2 separate regions of the Rattus norvegicus genome follow, and region 2 is linked to region 1. A link is a contact called in public Hi-C data. All regions are on one chromosome and are shown on one strand. The core of a region is the stretch at or near the end of the contact, and the rest is flanking DNA. Distances in the headings are between cores, read along the strand shown.

The links. Hi-C and Micro-C count contacts between places; a contact is called where the count stands out from the background.
Region 2: a Hi-C map of prefrontal cortex shows a contact between it and region 1, with 4 times the contacts expected there. The contact joins the promoter of Khdrbs3 here to the enhancer-like site in region 1. A contact is called at or near these places in 3 of 12 Hi-C or Micro-C datasets (the A7r5 cell line, frontal cortex and prefrontal cortex).

The regions. Positions count from the first base shown.
Region 1 is chr7:102,131,774-102,138,377 of GRCr8, forward strand. No RefSeq gene overlaps it. Among named protein-coding and RNA genes, the nearest start is that of H3-7l, 11 kb to the right of the region's middle. Within about 2 kb of position 4,163, at least 7 of the 93 cell types and tissues checked have an H3K27ac peak or open chromatin away from gene starts, as enhancers often do.
Region 2 is chr7:102,724,254-102,730,857 of GRCr8, forward strand. It overlaps Khdrbs3 (KH RNA binding domain containing, signal transduction associated 3), which reads left to right and starts at 2,590. Exons shown (of 9, transcript NM_022249.2): 1 at 2,590-2,797. The coding sequence starts at 2,710.

The DNA.
Region 1 (6,604 bases), core at 2,913-5,412:
GCTTCCTTCATAGGATGCTTTGAAGATGAAGTGATGTCATTACTGTTAATCCTTAGACGCATGCCTGAGCAATAACAGGTGCTCAGCAAAGGTGAACTCAGTTGTGGGGTGTTGCGGGGATTTGAACTGCTGTGGCTTCCCACCTTTGCCTGATGACAAGGTCTTTTTAGCCTAACTCTAGTCTTAAAGTCACCTTGCTATGAATTTAAAAAGCACCCCATGTCCAAGTCACTTTGTTTCAGCCTTCCAGAAACAGCTTAATAAATATTCAAATTTATTTTGAGTCTGAACAGCCCTCCCAGAGTGTTCCTGTGTGAAAATGCCATGCTGAGACCCTGGATCTGTTCTGAGCAAGAACATTTTCCCTTACCTAGGGGGCCAGAAGGAGCCAGACATCTTTGATAAACGACCTCCCTAGCTCCAAATGAGAGTGGCCCAAGGATGACAGCCTAGACCTTTCCAGGCAGGTTGGGGAGCAGAGACTGACACTTTGTAGGGGCAAGGACCACAGCCATATCCTGGGAAAGGAGAATTGGAGTTCTTGAGCCCCTAGAAGGAAAGGTTTGGGGTGATTCTAAAGCAAAAGTCCTAGAGCTGAGAAATGGCAGAAATGGGCTGTCTGAGTCTCCATCTATCATGTTGCAGGCTACAGATGACATTTCTGTGGAAAAATCCTCAACACGCAGAAGGAGTATGTGGTTCCACAAAAGCCAGCCTTCTAATAGACTGTGTAGAGTTTGACAGGGAGGACTTTTAGCTGCCATCATGATAAGTAGAAAACAAGAGATCATGTCCCATGTTTCATATCATGTGAACTCTATTGTCTCAGTAGCATTGGGTTAGGGGTTCAGTCAGAGTTGAAATCTTTCCTCACCACTTTCTTGACTTTAGACAATTAGTTTCTTCACAATAGCATTAGATGCTAACACTCTTACTGAAAATGTTGTAAAGGTTCAATGCACTAGAGTTAGGGACAACATGTGACATGTAAGCGCTCAACAAACACTGAGTATTTATATCATGGTAGAGTCTCCTCCATTCTTTATCTTAGATAGACTTAGTGCTACTCTTGGCTGATGAGGTAAGATAGACTCAGTTTGATTTTAAAACAGTAGCATGACTGTCTTAGTCACTGTTCTGTTTCTGTGAAGAGGATACTGTAGCCAAGGTAACTCTTATAAACCATTTATTTGGGAGCTTGCTTACAGATTCAGAGGCTCAGTACATTATAATCATGGTGGGGAGCATGGCACTGGAACAATAGCTGAGAACTGATTCACACCCAGAAAAAGAGATAAAGAGAGAGAAACAGAGACAGAAGGACAGACAGATACCTTCCTCCTCACACACACAGAGGGGGAAAGATATGGAGCCTGGCATGCATGGTCTTATGAAAGCTCAAAGTCCACCCCCACTGGTTTCAACAAAGTCATCCCTACTTCAACAAGGCCACATCTCTTAATCCTTTTAATCCACTCCGTTGTGACTTGGCATTCACACATATGAAACTATGGGGGCCATTCTTGGTCAAAGCCTCACAATGGCATTTCTTGAATTAGGGTGATAACAAGCACCACAGTTCTTCTGCATGTTCAGTTCTTCTCATTATTATTGTGCATTGAATATCCACAGGCTCAGGGTTTCTGTCTTTGCCCTGATTATGATACTGTCATGGAGTACCTAATACTCAGACTTCTCCTTTACTCTACTCTGTCAACTGTTGATTTAGAGTCAATCCCTTCGGCATCCATCTCTGTATTTCCTGCTGCCTTGGAATGCGGTCTGGAGAGTATTTCCATGCTACAGGTATTCTGGCTCATCATCATCATAGGAAAAAGGGAGAAGTGAAACCATAGCAGTGGGCAAATAAACTCTGTAAAGTGATGTCAGCCATGTTCTTAGCTTGCAGTTCTTGCTTTTGTTTCTGGAATGTTCAGAGATCCTGCTAATTGTCTGCCCTTTTCTGTCCTGTTTCCTTAACTGCTCTGCTTTGTGTAGATACAAAAAAACACAGACAAGCTAGCTTAACACTTTGTTGTGTGGGTCACCCTACGGCAGTGTGAATGCCAGCAAGAGAGGCAAAGGAGAAAGGCTGAGAACCAAAAGCAGTAGGTACATCCTTGAGTGACTTCTGTATCACAAGGGAACACATCTGGTCACTTGTAACATGTTCTTAGTGCACCACTGTGGAACCCTCTCATGGGTAATAAGAGGTAGAATACTCCTGGGGAGCTTCTTGTTTCCTGCCACATTAGTCTATTTATTCCTGGAAAATTGCCTCTTCTGTCCTTTTAGCTGATGTAGGGGCAGAGGCAGGAGTAAGATCTTATACCATACAACATAGTTCCACTTATGTCTAGGAGTGGCCATAGAGCTAGAGCCTCAGCCTGCTCAGATTAGGTTTCAGTAATGGAGTGGCTTGATCTTTGTTTGAACAGGGTGTAGAGAAGCCTCTTGAGGGCAGCTTTCAGAAGTAGTGGTTGGTGCTCTGGTTTGAGGCCAAATTTGGTCCTGGGGGAAAATAGGTGGATCTGGAAGGAAGACTTCCTTTTCACTAGTAACAACAGCCGGAACTAGTTCCATGGTATGCTGCCTCCCTAACAACCTATTTTTTCAACCTTGCTGAGCAGGGAGGTAGAGTGATGGGTGAAACATTCACATTGTCTCTTGCCCTAGAACCAAACATGGGTCTCTGCTCCCATCATCTTTTGCTAGTTGGTGACCTTCACCCAACTTCCAGGGAGGGTGATAAATGTAGAGGACACCAGGAGCTTTATTTATTTTTTATCTGCACAGCATTCTTCTTCCCCATTCCCTTCTCCTGATAGCTTCAGGGTTGGCTAAAATTTACATGGCAGCTTCCCTTTGCTCACAGGTCCAGATCTTATGCTGCTATGCATTACGAAACAACATTGTATCAGTTTTCCTTTACCTGTCTTCAGGCCATGAGGACATCAATTAATCCATGCCCCTTCCTACTAGATGCTGCCAGGAATGGGACTCATTTATATAGTCAGATGCTTTGTTGGAGTGTCCCTGTTGGACTGGGCAAATGACAATCAGTTTGCAAACTGCATTTTAATGTCACAGGTGTATAGTGGCTTTGAGCCCCACCTGCTTTGACCTTCATGGGATCTTATAGCATCTGCTCCTCGGAGGTGCCAGGGTAACACCTACACCGTGATGATGTACAGTCAACTTATCTGCACAGCATCCTATTACTCCATTTTTCTCATATTAAAATTTATTTTATGTGTTTTTATTTATCTTTTGTTTAGTTTTCTCTAATGCCGCAGATGCCATCAATCCATGTTATTATTCTGAAGACCTATTTTTGGAGGGCTCAGATACCTCCCTGAAATGGAATGGAATCATTTGCAATGGCGATAGACCCATTAGGGCTTTCTCTGCCTTTATAGTCTCCTCACCTTTTTGTCTGCCCCGGCTGTGGGAACTGCCCAAGCATGGTGCCAGGAAGGCAACTCTGATTTTACCATTTCAGCCAAAAGTAGTCTGCGGGTTCCCGTCGAGAGACTTATTTTTTCCCCGTTGGAATTGGAAAGACCTCATGACACAGTGTCTTAGTATAGAGCTCGTCCCCTTCACTATGCGAACACTGATGGCCCCTTTCCACTTTAGCCTTCCAAGATTATGAAGAGATGATTAACAGGAGGTCTCCTTCCTCATTTGGTCTGCCAGTCTCATGCTTCATCTTCCTCTCAGTCATCCATGTGGCTTCTGAGGGATGAGTCAGGTGCTCGTGTGCCTTCCCAGCACTGTCAGCATCTTTAACAATTCCCCAGACCGTTAAAAGTCCCAGAAGACATCCTTTTCATACCACCGCCATATTCTAGTATCAGATGCACCACCATCAATTGAATCCTCTCACTCTTCTGTGTCAGGCTGTGCTACACGGTGAACAGAGACAGGAAAGCATGCCTCTAAATCTTTATATCTTGGATTTTTGCCTTATGGTATTTTCCACAGTGAGATCACACATAAAGCCTTAATCTAGGGTTGTGGTAGACATGGCCTCCTGAGGCTTCCTGTCCTTTCTCCCATGGACAGTTGAGGTATGGAGTCTCATTTTACAGGTGGATAATCAAGTGCAGAGTGTTTAATCACCTCTTGCTCTCACACAGATGACAGATATTTCCTTTCTGCAAATCCCTTTCTTGCTGAAGGGAGGCTTTCTCACTCATGCCAGATGACGTCATCTCTAGGCCCAGCTGTCCACAGAAACTCAAAGCTGTGAGTGTTGGAAGTCACGATTTCCTAGCCCTTCTTTGAGCTTCTAAAGCAACAACAAAAAATTACATACCTTGTTCTTCCTGTCCACAGTTCTAAAGGCTTAGAGAGTTCAGACAGCTTTAGAATTCTGCTCTGACTGAGGTTTGATGCACACAGGATAAGCACCGAATCATATTGGCTGGATGGTTTCCTTCTTTAAAGCATTTTTATATCTGAAAACACATCTGATCTCTGTTGCACCCCTGTTGAGGTCTCAGAGTCAGGCTTGATGCTCCTGGGGATAATTAAATGGTTTCAGAGAAAGTCAAGGTCACAGAGGGATATCAGGGTAGATCTAGATCTTGACACCCTGGTTTTCCAAGCCAAGGTCTAGCTGATTCTATTAAGCAGCATCTCACTTTAGAAAACAGGAAGAAGTGCCAGAGAATCAGAGCGAATTATTGCTGAAAAGTCTTTGGAGCTCTGGAGTGGGAGTCGGGTGGGCGTGGGTGTAGTTAGTGAAGGGTGTATAGGGGTGGGCTGAGGCTGGGTTGTGGAATGTTTTAGCTTTTCTGAATCTCAGATTTCTCTTCTGCAGGAGGGGAACAAGTCACTGACCTCCTCCCACTGTTACTGTGTTCCGGTGAATCTTAGAATCTTTATATGTTTTTTTTTTATCAGAGTGCATGTTGTACAGCATATTATCAACTGCATGAGTAATACTGAATGAAGATTTGTTAATGCAAGTGGAAAGTCCGAATTGAAGCCCTTAGAACTGTAGAATACATAGATAGGACAAACCTCCAGTTCAACAATCTAGACCCAGCAAAAGAAAAGGATTCCCCACAGTGGGGTAGAACCAGGATTAGAGCCAAATGTTCATCTTGCAGCCCAATGTTATTGTAAAATTTTGCTTAGATTCCTGGTGGATTTATTGTGTGTATTTCTGTGTGTGTTTGTGTGTGTGCATGCATGCATGACTATGCATGTGTGTAGGGGCTGGCAGAAGCCCACCGGACCTGTGATTTCTTGTTCTTCCAGGGATGAAAGTTTGGTGACACAGTGAGTGATTTACATACTTCAATCCAACTTTCATACTGATGGACTCCATGTATGATTTTAAAAGAAGAGTAAACGGTCCCCTTTCCATTCACTTGCTTCCAGTTTCACAGGTGGGAGGGCTCTCATTATAGAGGTGAGAAAATTGGGGAAAATTTCAGATGGATTTTTACGGGGTTCTCAGGTCTCACGTGACTAATGTCTGTATGTGTGTGTACCTGCTATTTTGCAGGTTTAGCAAACATTGCCAAATATGGTTAAGACAAGAAACATTATTTTTGTGGTCCAAAGGTTAACTGTATAGCATTCTATTCTGATCCAACATGGCTGGAATGGCCTAGAATGTCATCCCTCACTTGACCAGGACTTCCATTGTGTCAAGACTTCTTTGTGGCAGGAAAGATTTTCTCTATCCCTTGGTTTGTTCACATATGCAGAAGGTTCCTGAGGAGCAGTGCAGAACAAGATTCAGTGTACATGGACTTTTCAAATCTCAGCCTGTCACAGAGCTGTCATAAGAAACTTTAGCCTATCAGTTAAAGCTAATTGGTAAATCTGGATTAAGGAGGCAACAAAAAGAAAATGAATAGAATCTGTGTCTAATATGCTTTCTATTCAGCCTAAATAGAGGGGCCATGAGAGTTGGATGGCCCATGGCAAGTGGCGTAAGTAGGCTGTTGCCCACCTGAGCAGTGCTTGAGGGCATAGACCTTGGCCATCTGTTTGATCTTTTAGCAGAGAGCTAAACTTTGCCTGGTTCTCTGTTCCCACTCAGACTGGAGGGAATCACAGATTGCTATGTCCTTTAGAAGTTCATGGGGATGTGGAAAGTCTAACAGGCCAAGGAAGGTCACCTTGAGCAGGTCCAAGAGACTCTTGGGAAATAATCCAGTTATCTGGAAGCTTTTGGGACAGTAGAGATATAAGGAAGTGATTTGCTGGGAAGATCAGGAGTAGCAGGCTGATTCACTGGGGGACCCCAAGAAAACAAATCTAATAACCCATGTTTGACTGGAACTATGGCTCTGGTGAATGCTACAATCTTGCAGCGCTTCAGCAGGAAAAGATGGATTCTGTCTTCTGGCAATCTTATCCTATAGGATTATGACTCTCTTGCTGTTGCGTATTTTCCAAGCATGCTTATTAGTCAAGAGAGATTAACTTTAGGAAGTCAACTTCCCAATCTCAATGGCTTAATGTGTTAAAAGTTTTTCTTACTCAGCTCTTTTACATATGTTCCTAGAAAGCAGGTAACTTTTCATGGTGTTTGTTCAGGAACTCTAGTTCCCTCTGTTCCTTCTGTCTTATAACTCAA
Region 2 (6,604 bases), core at 1,340-3,839, 590 kb after region 1:
TTGAAATTTCGAGACCACAGGATGGTGGGTTCATGAACAGCAGAGTAGGTAGCAAGACATGGCAGTGCCCTGTACTGGTCCAGCCAGACTGGAGGGTGGGGATGAGTTTCTGAGCCTCTTATAGGAACATCAGTCTTCTCCCCTGGAGGACCCGACATGGGCACTCACAGGGCTGGGCACCTGCCCTCTTGGAAGGCTTTGTGAGGAGGAGGGTCCCAAGCAGACGCTTCAGCATCTCTGTTGTCGGCCTCATGGTATACAGTCCTCCTCCCCAGCTGCTGGTGGGACATCTGTGCCAAAAACTCCAGTGGGGGTGGGACAGAGATCTAATCAGTCTCAGATCACTACCTGGGAAGGGTTGGGTGTGGGAAGGGTTTAGAATAGGAGGGCCTGGGATCTCAGATTGCTAGTGGTGGCACAGGTGGCAAAGTATAAAATTACTCAGCCTCGGAGATTTCTTGATGAGTAAATGGTGATAAACGGAATCTCTCCTGCAGGTATCAAGAGGACGATGGATAAAGCTGCCGGAGCAGCTTGGCACTTAGTAAATGCTTATAATAAAGATAATTAGTAAGTGCTTAATAAAGATAATTAGTAACTGCTTAATAAAGATATTCATCAGTGAAAGTTTAGACTACTACCGAGGCAGAAAATGGAAGACACAGTGCAAGGAGGCTGTTTTACCAGGTCCTCTGTCTACCTCTCCTCCTCAGGAGTGGTTGTCAGAGAACCACTGGAATTCAAGTCTAGGGAGACTAGAGCAAAAGGCACATGCTTCCATTTAGACATCAAGAACTTCCCCAACTTCCCCAACTGCCTTGAAGGATGGCTGACATTACCTAGGTGTTGGGGGTCCAGACGTGAGGCTCAGATTTGGGGCACAATGCACAAACAAACCAGCATGGGGCTCAGGGTCAGAAGCAGGATCTATCTACCCTTATGAGCTTACTCTGCTGGGGTTGTGCACCGAGTCCAGCATCGAGGACCACACAGATGGTGTTGCCTGCTGCCTTTTGAAGCTTCTGCTTCAGAGAGCCGCCATTCGAGGGAGACTGCCACAGAACAGTCTGGCTTTCATTTTGTGCCGGGATGCTGGTGAAATAGTACATTCTCATGACCTTACTAAGAAATGATTTTTTCTTATCTCCATGTGATAGGTGAAGAAACTGAGGCACAGATGACCTAAGTTTGCTAAAGGGTCACAACTAGTTAACCATTGTGTTTTACTGCCTCTTGCCCTTTCCATCCGAAAGAGAGACATGGGGGAGGTTGTTGCAGGAGGCTCTGGAGTCGCACCACCTTACCTGCAACCAAGTATATGCAAGGCTGGAACAAGGGATCAGATGCTTGGAGGATTCCTTCAGGAAACTTTTCTGGTGCGAAATCACCCCACAATCGTCCCAGACACCAGGTGTTGCAGACTTCTCCCTCAGACAAATTTGCAATTCTCCATGATAGCCCTAGGCTACCAAAAGCAGAATTGTGGTTCTGTGAATGGCTTTAGAGTTCAGGGAGAGGGAAAATGAAACAAGGCTTTTCTGGGAAAGTCTTTAGTACTGTCAAGGGACCCAGGTTATCAAGGTTGGGATGATGATATCCTCTGAGAGGAGGAGACTCAGAAGTCCTTGGCCTAGTGTGGGACACTTATTTCACAGACCTCAAAAGATCTACGAGGAGACTAGGAGAGCATTTGCTGGGGTTTGGTTGGGTGACTCGAGGGCGACAGAAGACATCACCACTTATGTGTGGTGTGGTAGGTTCCCTACTGGAGAGAGTTTAGAGGGGCTCATTCATCCATGTCCAGACACCGCCATGTAAGGAGAAGGGCAACCGGGAGCAAGTCTTGGAAGACAAAGACAGTCTGAAGGGCAGGCGCTTTTATGTAACCGACCTCTGCGCCAAGGGTCTCAGGAGGCTGGCGTTTCAAGTCCGGTCCGGCGCTATTTTCGTACAAATAGCAGCGGACAGCAAAGCGACCTAAGTTAGGCAAGTCCGCGGAGCTTTGGCGAACCAGGAGCCTGGTCTCCCTGCCGGTTCCCAGAGCCCAGCCTGATGAACTTGGGTTCCAAAGGCTCTGCCCTTGTCCCTCCTCCCTAGGACGGGTGACCTTGGACGCGCCACTTGACCTGTGAGCCTCAGTTTCCCAGACTGCACGTACAAGGCAGTGCTGGACGGCTTAGAGGTGCTCATCGGGGAGCCCGGGATGGAGACCCCAGGTCCGGGGACTAGAAGCGCCCCTACAATATCCCCGCCGCGGGTCCGCGCAGTCCCAGTGCCCCCACGAGGCGGCGCGCGCCAGGCGGTCGGCACAGCGCGCAGGCGCGGCGGGCGGGGCGGGGAGGGCGCGGGGCACTGCGCGGAGGCTCAGAGCGCGCGAGGCGGCGCGCGGGGCGGGTCGCAGCAGAGCCAGGCACGGTCGCCGCCAGCGGGCTAGTCCGGCCAGCGCTCCTCGGCTTCCCCGCCCGCTCCTTTAGCTCATCCCGCCGCCGTGCAGCCCGCGGCCCGCAGCGCGGTGATCTGGGGCTCCACGGGGCCGGGCTGAGCGGCCGCCGCCCGCCCCGAGCCGCCACCGCCGCCCGGCCGCCCGCCCGGCTTGGCCGCCGAGGCGCCTGGCGGGGTCCGCGCCGCCGCGGGCGGGCGGCTCGGGCTGCGGGGCGGCTGGCGCGCGCGCGCCTCGGGGCGGAGAAGCGGGCCCGGCGGCCGGCGAGCATGGAGGAGAAGTACCTGCCGGAGCTGATGGCGGAGAAGGACTCTCTGGACCCCTCCTTCACGCACGCCCTGCGCTTGGTGAACCGAGGTGAGCGCGCCGGCCGTTAACGGCACCCGAGTAGCCGGCTCCGGGGAGGAGGGAGGAGGCCCGACATCTGCATGGGACTGGAGGCGCTTCCGTGGGGACCCTGGTGGACCCAGGGGAAACTTCTGGGTGGAGGGCAGCGAGAGTGTAGGAGTCTGTGTCTAGACCGATCTTGGGTGAGCCCACCAGGGAGAGAGAGTGGGGCACCCTGGGACCAGGGGTGTTCGGGTGTCCAAGGAGCTAGAAGAAAGTGCTGCAGGGATACCGATGAGCTTGAGCGGATCGGCTGCGCAGGAGATGAAGGGAACAGGTGCTTGGGTTGTTAGTGAAGTTTGGGGACCTTGGAAGAGGTTTAGGGTCAGCTCCTTCAAGCACGATAAAGGGGAGGACTCCAGCGGCCCCGAGGGAGGAGCCCAGTCCCTCTCCCACGGTTTTTCTGTGTGTGCCTAGGCGGCCGCTGGCTGGGCAGTTTGCCGTTCCTGGGGGCGGGCACTCATGCCAGCCTGGCTGGCAGGCAGGCGGCCCTTGGAGGTCTCAGTTTGGGAGAGGAGGCCCGCCAGAGAGCCAGTTCTTGCTCGCCCTTTCTCTTTTTGAGACAAGCTGGGCGGGTGACCCTCATTGGTGTCAGGCTTAGGGTTGAACACATTGCCAAAGGAACCACCGCCTGTGCCATTTTTCACACTCCTCCAACCAGCGCGGGTGGAAAAGGAACCGGGAAGTGCCAAGGACAGGGACATTGGGGTTTATGGAGGCACGCCTACCCAAGGCAGTATTCTTCTGGTTTACTTCTCCTCTGGCTTCCTGAATCATCTGTTGGGATGGAAGGTAAATGAAGCTTGCCTTCCCCCAATCTATCTGCTACACCCGGGTCCAGCATGTTTCCCAGAAAGATGGTTAGGGAACCTCTGGTCTTTTTTTTTTTTTTTTTTTCTTTCTTCTTACTTCTTTTTTAGGGATATGGCAGAGACATCATCTGGTCAGATCTGTATCCTTTTTATGAATCACTTTGTGTAGTGGATCCTATGGTATGCTGTTCACAGTGCTGGTCCTGACTCTTATTGTTGGGAGAGAAAGATGAGGCAGACATATTCTATTTGTGTGTAGACACCTATGTTTTAGAACCACGACCCCTGCTCCTTGCCTGTTGTATACAGTTGTCAGGAGCAGGCTGTTGTCCTTTGTGCGGGTGGTGGAGAGACTTACCTTCTCCAAGAATTTAAGCTTCTTTCAATTGTTGAACAGAGATATGTTCGCCAGCCTCTCCCGTTAATGGCATGCTTATTTTGATTTCTTTCATGTAACGGGGCTTGTGAAAAAGTAATGGGCGTTCACTCTTAAATTGGCGAAAAAGAATTTTAAGTTTTACTGCCTGGTTCCTCTGAACAGTCTTGTAGTTAGGTCCCTGCAGTTAGGTTACAATTGTACTCCCCACTCCCTGTGATTTACGTGTATCATTTGCTGCTTGCCCGGGCTGTCGTCTCTGTAAGAAAATTCTTTGTACGTTGTGTGAGATCAGTGGCTTAGAAATGGTGTGGACTGTGAAACCAAGTACAGTTTTCCTGGTGAAGAGACTAAATCAAACTTGGGTTCTCCTCCACCAGGGAAACTGGTTTGAAAAGATAATGAGTTCTTTTAAAAGTCCGGCTTGTTTTCCCGTACTGTGTTGTCGTAGCCGAGTGCTGTTAAGATGTCCACAATTCTGTCGGTTCCTGTGTGTCTGCTGGGGGTAATGGTGGCCTGGGAGGTGTTTTCCGGACTTGTTTGGCTTTAACTTGGTTGCCTTGCTTTTCATCAGGACGGTAATTCTTGTGAGAAGTGCATTTCTTACTGGTGAAGGAAACGCTGCTGCTAGGATGCTCCCGTTACTGCGGGTTCTTACATGACTTGAGATGGAGCCTGGTATCCAGGACACAGTGCTCTGTCATTTAAAATATTAATTATGGTCTGTTACGTAACTCCTAACATTACAAGTGCCTTTAAAAAAAAAAAAAACAACCATCAGGTCTAAAGTCAGCATTCGGGTGAATTTTGGCAAAGTTTCATTTGAAATCTGATAGCTACCCTCTCACTGGTCATATGAAAGTGTTGTTATTCTTATTTTGCTGTGTAATTTTTGCTCCAAGAAAAGCCTTTTTAGAGTTATGCTGGAATCTCCCACAGGTGGGAATGGTCGGTACGGAGATGAACCTTTACCATGTGTGGTGTGTGGCACGTAAGAGACACTCTGCAGCTCCTGTCTCAGAGGCTGATGGTCCTTAGGGTTTTGCACAGTTTGCAAAGTTTCCACAGCACTTGAGCACTTGCTGTCTAGTTCTATCCTCATACTTCCAGGCCTGCAGGCAAGACAATCAGTGCTTTCTGAGAGGCTACTGGGACCCCTACTGCGCATCAGCCTGTAGGTATTGAGAATTAATTTGAACTCACATCTTCTGTCTTGAATGGCATTCTTCTTTCTATATGTGACTTGCGCCCCCCCCCAAAAGTTGAAATGAACTCTTCTTGAGTATCAATTTAAACCACTATTGAAATCAATACAGTGAGTATGATTGTACATGGTTAATTTAATATGAGAGGGAAGTACTATGTCCTTTAAAAAGATTGACACTGTTGTAAGAGACAAGGGGCTCTTTCTGCATTTTGAAGAAGCAGACCTCCATTGTAGACTTCGGAAGGATTTAGTTCCCCAGCCAAGGCACCTGTGAATTAAAGCCCTCCCGTGACCAGTATTTTAGTTTAGTAATCAGCACCGTACCATAATGAGACAGATTATAAATGAGACATAGTTATTTCAGAATGCGGTATTCATAAACATCGATCTGCGCCCTGGCTGAGTTATCGCTGTTGCTACAGTCTTTAAGTAAGGACTGGAGCAGATAGCCCTCAGGTGAGACCTCGGCTAGTGCGGGTGCACGGCTGCCTTTTGTCCAGGTTCATGATGGACATGAGTTACCCAGGTGACTTTTAATTTCCAAAGGAAGCTGCTTCTCTCTCGTTGCCCCAGTGTAAAATTTCATTCGACAACAAAAGTAAGGCTAGTGCTTAATTGGCATTGAAGACAAAAGAAGTCAGGCTTGGTAAGAAAGGAAAGAAATTGGCCTTGGCGTTCGCTCACTGTGCCCTGCTTGGTCCCCCAGTCATGCCTACAATGGGAACTGCTGTGCTTCTTGTTATGGAGGTCAGTTAGACTACAGGGGTGGTGCTTGCCCTGTGTTACATTTGCCAGAAAGAGATATTCCGACCTATAAAATCCCTCTCCAGGATGTCTTTCTTGTGTCATGATTTAATCTCACATTTTGGTTTGGATGGCTCGCTGTTCAAGTCTGTCCAAGGCATAACCCCGTGTTTTTAATTATCTAATAATGTAAAGATTGGTGGCTATTCTCAGCCAAGTTATATTTAGTTGTTGTTGGTTACAGGAGGAAGCAGAGTGAAGTGAGGCTGTCTGTGAGCCCACACTGATAAGCCCTTTGTTGCTATTTCAAAATAATGGTTTTCGTGTGCCCTCAGCTTCTCAAATATTAGGGCTTTTTGCGTTATTTAAGCAAAAAGGTGTGAGCCTATGTATGTGCAGAAAGAGAGTCATTAGCCCGTAGTTCCTTGTACTGAACAAAACTCCATGGTGAAGCTTCCGTTTTGGGGAGTCCCTTTTGGAAAATCGTTTGGCTCTGGTTGAGTGCGCTCTGACCTGCACAGAGAGGGCTCAGCACGGAGATTAGCAGAGTGCTGTCTAGGCGTGGCACCCATATTCTTCCGAGTGAGCTTCCCTACCTCATCCAGAAGAGGCTGCCATTAGTTCTTGTTTGTTTGTTT